Linked DNA regions of Sus scrofa: region 2 is linked to region 1. The links are chromatin contacts, called in public Hi-C maps. All regions are on one chromosome and are shown on one strand. Each heading gives the region's core, a stretch centred on a gene start, on an enhancer-like site or on the middle of the called end of the contact. The rest is flanking DNA. Distances are from core to core; before and after follow the strand shown. Region 1 holds the start of SMURF2 (E3 ubiquitin-protein ligase SMURF2). Region 2 holds the start of DDX5 (probable ATP-dependent RNA helicase DDX5).

Region 1 (3,046 bases), core at 472-2,971:
AATAGTGAAGGGGGAAAAAAAAAAAAAAGCAATAGTGGCAGCCTACAAAGGACAAAAAAAAAAAAAAAAAAATCCCCCATGGGTACTTTTGCATGAATACATACTTTTTATTCTGTTTTTAAACTTTGATTATTTGTAAACTCTTCCATATTATATGATCTTCTTAATTGCCACTTAAATGGCAGCATTAAAGCCCATGAAGTTTATGTGATTTACCATTAGGCTGTTAGCTCATCTATCTTTTGTTTTGTTTTTGTCTTTTTAGGGCCACACCTGAGGCATATGGAGGTTCCCAGGCTAGAGGTCTAATCAGAGCTGTTGCTGCTGGCCTAAGCCAGAGCCACAGCAACCCCAGATTCGAGCCATGTCTGCGACCTACACCATAGCTCGCCACAAAGCCGGATACTTAACCCACTGAGCGAGGCCAGGGATCGACCCCACAACCTCATGGTTCCTAGTGGGATTCACTTCCACTGTGCCACAACGGGAATTCCTACCTTCTGTTATTAACCGAACTTTGCAAAGAACATCTTCTGTACTATGTATGATATGTCAAGAATAACTTCCTAAGAGTGCAATTGCAATTACATGGTCAAAGGGTAAGGTACACTTTTTTATTTCAGCTTTTATTTTCTCCTTCTGAGATAACGAAATACAGTTCTGCAGGAAAGCTTTCCATACATTGTTCTCCAAGGCTTATCTTGTTAATAACCCCTTTAAGGCATTATCATCCTCCTATCCTTGCACTACAGCTGAAAAAAGAGCCCAAGTAGGCTGGTAACCTGATCTCATTCACCAGGTGAGTCCTGAATGAAGGTGGCAGCTATGGTATCAGTTGCAAAACACCCCTGGGGATTTGCTGGAACCCTCGGTGTGTCTCTTCCCTCACCCTAGCGACGTTCAACCCAGAGGGCTGCGGATTTAGTTCTAACTTTGCTCGCCCCAGCCTCAGAGAGCCCCTTGCACGCAGTGGGCGTCTTATAAAAGCAGTCTGCATTGCACGGACAAAAGCTCTCTCTATTAAGTGGGCCAAACGCTAAGGCCCTCCTGGCGGCACAGAGCTCCGCGCCAACACCCTGCTCCTTTGTCTACTCCTTCCTCAAGTTCTGCGTGGCATCTTCTGCAACCAAGCACACCGGCCCGGACCGCCGCGCCCAGGCCGACACCGGGCCTGGCGCCCCTGCGCCCCGGGCACCCGGCGCGCGCCCGCACAGGCCCCGCCCACCGGCCCCGCCCTGCCCCGCTGGCCCCGCCTCTCGTCTCCTCCTCTCCTCCCCCCCCCACCCCCCCGAGCAGACGAGTGGCGGCGGCGGCCCCAGGACCGGGTTCCCTCAGACAAGAGGGCGGGTGGAGGAGGAAGCGGCCGAGCCCGAGTCCCGCTCCGGCGCCGCCGAGCACCGCCCGCCTCAGCCCATCAGCCCCGTCGGCTCCTGGGCCTCGCGGAGCCGAGAGGAGGGAAAGGCGGAGGCGGTTGCGTGGAGGCGGCGGGGTGCGGGCGGAGGCGGCGCGGCCGGCCGCGGCTACCGCTTTGTTGTGCGGCCCGGGCGGAGGAAGGAGAAGTGGGAGGAGGGGGGAGCTCGGCGTCCCGCTCCCTCCGCGGCTCATGGCGACGACGCTCGGCACATCCGGGACCCTCCGGCCGTGGCGGCCGCGGCGCCGGCTGCTCGGGCCCCAGCCCCGGCCGCTGTGGTGACTGCGCCGCGCCTCGCCGTCGCCCCCGCCCCGCCCGCCGGCTCCGGGCCCCGCGTCGGGGCCGTAGCCCCGCCGCCGCCGCCCCCGCCGCCGGGGACATGTCTAACCCCGGGGGCCGGAGGAACGGGCCCGTCAAGCTGCGCCTGACAGGTGAGGGGGTTGGGCGGGCGGCGGGAGCCGGGCTGGGGCACCGGTGGGGTGAGCAAGCTGGCGGGGGGTGCCTGTGGCCTTGAGAGGGGCCAGGGTCGCGATCAACGGTGAGTTGGGGGTCGGGGACGTGAAAGGCCTAGTTCAGGAGAGTAATTGCAAAACCACTCTCCCTTGTTTGGAAATTCTTAAAAAAGCCACGGGTGACTCGGGGGTCTTTTGTTGGGGGGGGGGGTGTCCCGGATTGGAATTCCGGGAGGTTTTGAGGTCGAAAAGCCGTGGCGAAGAAACTCGGCTCTCTCCCGGGGCCTCGGGGAGCAGCCCCCGGGCTCCTGCCCAGCTGGGGTCGTCGAGAGGATGAGGAGCTCCTGCGGCGGGGATTATTGAATCCGGCTGCTGGCTGCGCGCAGTAAACACTCCTTAAAGATGGAGCGCTTAACGGGAGGGTGTGTGTGTGTGTTCCCTGGTTGTTAACTTGTTGGCCCACTTATGCCCGCCTGCAAAACCTTTCCTCTCTGCTGCCAGCGGCGGCAGCCGGTGCCACACACCTGAGACGCACGACTTTGAAAGGGAAGGAGACTGAGGTTGACTTTTCCGGTGTGTCTGCCTGATCCGACGACTCGGGCGCATTGTACACTCTGTGTTTTGGAAGTGTTTGATTGTAGGGTAACATGCTTGGGGTTGTTCCTTGTAGGCCGCAGAACTTGTGTTTCACTTCTAGCTCTAGACCTGCTTTAAAAACACATTTTGCGGGTTGGGGGGGATACATTTCTATATACGTGCTCATATAAACTTCAGCGAAGCAAAGTTTTTCTCGTTCCCAACTCTGCACCCCTTTCCTTTCTAAATGGAAAAGAATGGAAGGGTTGCTAGATAGCAGGCTTTTCTTACGAAGTGTTTATGATTCCAAGGGTATTAAATCTTTAACGTTACAGGTACGTTTTGCTTACAGTGCTATTTTTTTTAATATTCTTACATGGTCATGTTACCCCATTTTAAGGAAAAATTGTTTTGGCTTTGAAAAGAGTAGAGACCAGTGTATTTATTCCTAGTTTCAACATTCACTGTTAATAAATTACCCACGTTGATATTCGGATTTGTCATGAGAAAAATGGCTTTCTTTAGAGAATCTGTGTGTACGTGTGTGGGGGTGTGTGTAAGAATAAACTAATTATGTTCGCCTACAGTAGACTTTGAGATTTATATG
Region 2 (3,167 bases), core at 335-2,834, 200 kb after region 1:
AGGCTCAGATGCTGTGTTGCTGTGGCTGTGGTGTAGGCCAGCAGCTGCTGCTCTGATTTGACCCCTACCAGGGAATGTCAATAAGCTACAGGTGCAGCTCTAAAAAGCAAAAAAAAAAAAAAAAGGCAAACAAAAAACCCACAAAACTATGATGCAAACTCAATTTTTACTGTTCCAAACTAAAATCTCAAATTACTCTACACCTTATTTTAGAAGCTATACGTAGATTTTTATTTAAAATATATTTACAAGAAGTCAGGAACATTATCTCATATACGAAAGGTCACCAGAAACTAATTAATAGATGTTGCTTCAAAATCCCAATAGCATTAGTCATGATGTTACCCAATTATCTTGCCCAAGTTGGAATTTCTCTGGTGCCCAAATAAGTGGTGATTAACTGAGGCTGTTAAGAACTGGAGTAATGACACCAACACTACTGCAGTTTTTAATTTTTTAAATTATATTTTGTGCACATGAAAAGAAATATGGTAAATACACAAAAACGTCTCTACATTCAAAATTAGCACATTACCAATACTGCTGAAGTTTCCTGCTGTCACCCTCCCTACCCTAGATACTGATAAGATGAGCAAAGTTATTTCAAGAGTTTGTCGGCCAAAGGAAACTTAGAAAAACCTGAAACAATTTGCAATTGACGGGAACGTTCTTTTATTCTGTGTGCGTTCTCTTAAGTATGTTCTAGAAACAAGTGCGAGTTTCCGTGTGAAAGCGTCTTCAAGGCATGTTATCTCCCTCTCCCAAAGTTCAGTACTCACAGCTGACCAAACCATGACAACAGGTTTGAACGCTGTCTTGGAGAAAAGGATGAAAGCGTCCTAGACAACCAAATCAATTCGCCTTTCAAAAGCGGTACTAGACAAAGCGAATGAGTCTAGAGATCACAGAAGAGTGAAGTCCACCACGGTTCTGCTATTGGCCGGGGGCATCAACAGATCTTAAAGAGGGCCGGTCCTCCAATGTTCAAATAAAGATGCAGGTACTAGCTACCTCAGTCCTCGCAATGCAAGAACTGCAGGCACAGTGAGTGGGTGGATTCCCCAGAAAAATACGAGTCCGGGGAAGCTACGCGACTGCCCTTTTCGCAGCCAGGTTGCGTGCGCTACGGGCCTCACCGCAAGGGCCCTTCTAACCCACCCCCAAAACCGCACCCCACAACCCGGAAAGAGCCAGGGAGCGGGGATGAGACCCTACCCAGAGAGCCCGCCAACTATCACGGGGTGTCACCAGCCCCGCCGGCCGCCCAAACCCGCCCGAGGCCTCAAGGTAAAAGTGGCAGGGACGTTAGGGGATTTAGAGAGGACGACTTCGTCCACACACACCGGAGCGACAGGCCGAGACTCACCAGCCTCTGAGCCGGCCATGTCGAGAAGGCAGGCCGCTGTCGGACTCTTGGCCCGGTGCGCGCGGGACGGAGCTCAGGGAGGGCCGCACGCCGCAGACCCAGTGCTGACAGGAGGGGGAAGCAAACGAAAGTGCCGGGAAGGAGGGATTAAAAAGGGAGGGACGTTAAAACCGCTTCTCGTTGCTGATTGGTCACCACAGGACCACTTCCTTTCGCAGCACGCGCTGGGGCGGCGGTTTGCGAGCTCTAAATACCATTCTCCGCCGACCAGATCCCGCTAAGGAGTTCTCAGGTGGGTGGGTTTAACAGCCCCGCGGGTCAACCAGCCGACCTGGCCGGTCTCCCCGGGCAATAGCACTGCACTTCCGGCGAGCGATTTCGTTTTGTACTCCTCCGCCGACGCCATCTGGAAAAGTAGTGCGGCCCGCTCACCCGGTGGGCGGGGGGGGAGTCACGTGACAATGTCAGGCTCCGCCTACCCGTCTCGCCGGGTTGTGGGCGTGAGGGCCCTTTGGAGACGTAAACATTTCCAAGAGAACCAAGTGGCTTGGTCTGGGTGGGCCATTTCATTGTTCGTGCTGGACCTGAAAAAGGGCGGGGCGACTTCCTTGAAGTGTGGAAGACAAGGAAAAGGTGAAGTCAAGAGAGTAAAAACTGAGGCTTCCCAGTAGTGGGTGGATGGACCCACCCTTGAAAGGAGTGAAAAACGGGAGGGATGGTTTGGGTGGGGGGAGGAGAAGGAGGGGCGAGAACATGGCGGATTTCGGAACGCCCGCGGGCGGTGCGGCCTCGGCGCAGGGGCGGGGTGATTAGGTCATAGAGCAGCTCCCAGCGTTCTCTGCGGCGGAGGAGGCGGTCCAGGCTATAAAACCGGCTGCCGGGACGCGGCCGGCACCTCATTCATTTCCACCGGTCTCTTGTCGGGCAGCTTGGGCTCCTGTCATCGCCGTCCCTCCGCCGCTGCCGCCCCCGCAAGGCTTCGCCGTCGTCGAAGCCACCTCCAGCGACTTGTCGCACCCGATTCTCTGTGCTTTGTTTCCCGCCAACCGCAACCATTGACGCCATGTCGAGTTATTCAAGTGACCGAGACCGCGGCCGGGATCGAGGGTGAGTGTGGGAACTGACCTGTCAGGCCCTGTGGGTGGGGGATGGGATGCCGATGCGGGGGGGCGGGGTGGCGACGGGAATTCGGCTTCCTCAGCCTATGTTTGGGCCTCGTCCCTCAAAGGCTTGCGCCATTTTGATATTTTTGAAACTGCCTGGGAGTTTCATGTTAATGGTTCTCGAGATCTCTTCTTTTGTCTGGGATGGGGCATCGCGGCCTCGATGATTTATCAGCTCTTGGGAGAATTCCAAGGAGCGTATTTCGAAGGGAGGGGAGCGCAGCGCTTCGAGGCGGACGAAATCGCTGCTGTTAGGTGCAACCTTTCGGAAGGTGTTTTGGGGGCCCCAGGAATTTTGTGGGTGGCGAGGGGGCCGTCTCCGATGCCGTTATTGCGGCGGGGGCAGGACGGTGACCGGCACCGCGGGAATCGGCCATGTGGCTGAGCCGCGGGTACAAAATGCCGGCATCGGACATGGCGGCGGCGCCTTTGTTACCCCGCCCGGCGGAGGAGCTCAAAATGGCAGCGTCGAGAAAATGTGGCGCAGAGAGAAATGCGAGACAAAGGGGGAAGCGCCGCCCCAGCGGGAACGCCGCCCGGCCGACTCCGCCCGGCAGGGACTCCTCCCCCGGTAGTCTCCAACGCCTCCTTTTCTTTTTCCTTACGTTTATATAATTTTGCTACCTTGATCGCGGTCC

What was found. Hi-C and Micro-C count contacts between places; a contact is called where the count stands out from the background.
Region 2: a Hi-C map of embryonic fibroblasts shows a contact between it and region 1, with 2.7 times the contacts expected there. The contact joins the promoter of DDX5 here to the promoter of SMURF2 in region 1. A contact is called at or near these places in 2 of 5 promoter capture datasets (fetal liver and liver), 1 of 47 Hi-C or Micro-C datasets (embryonic fibroblasts) and 2 of 2 datasets of contacts at active chromatin or transcription factors (alveolar macrophages and skeletal muscle).

What each region holds. Positions count from the first base shown.
Region 1 is chr12:14,366,962-14,370,007 of Sscrofa11.1, forward strand. It overlaps SMURF2 (E3 ubiquitin-protein ligase SMURF2), which reads left to right and starts at 1,722. Exons shown (of 18, transcript XM_021066754.1): 1 at 1,722-1,842. The coding sequence starts at 1,791.
Region 2 is chr12:14,570,128-14,573,294 of Sscrofa11.1, forward strand. DDX5 (probable ATP-dependent RNA helicase DDX5) reads left to right here and starts at 1,585. Exons shown (of 14, transcript XM_021066761.1): 1 at 1,585-1,658; 2 at 2,295-2,473. The coding sequence starts at 2,430. CEP95 (centrosomal protein of 95 kDa) reads right to left here and starts at 1,524. Exons shown (of 19, transcript XM_021066757.1): 1 at 1,367-1,524. The coding sequence starts at 1,385.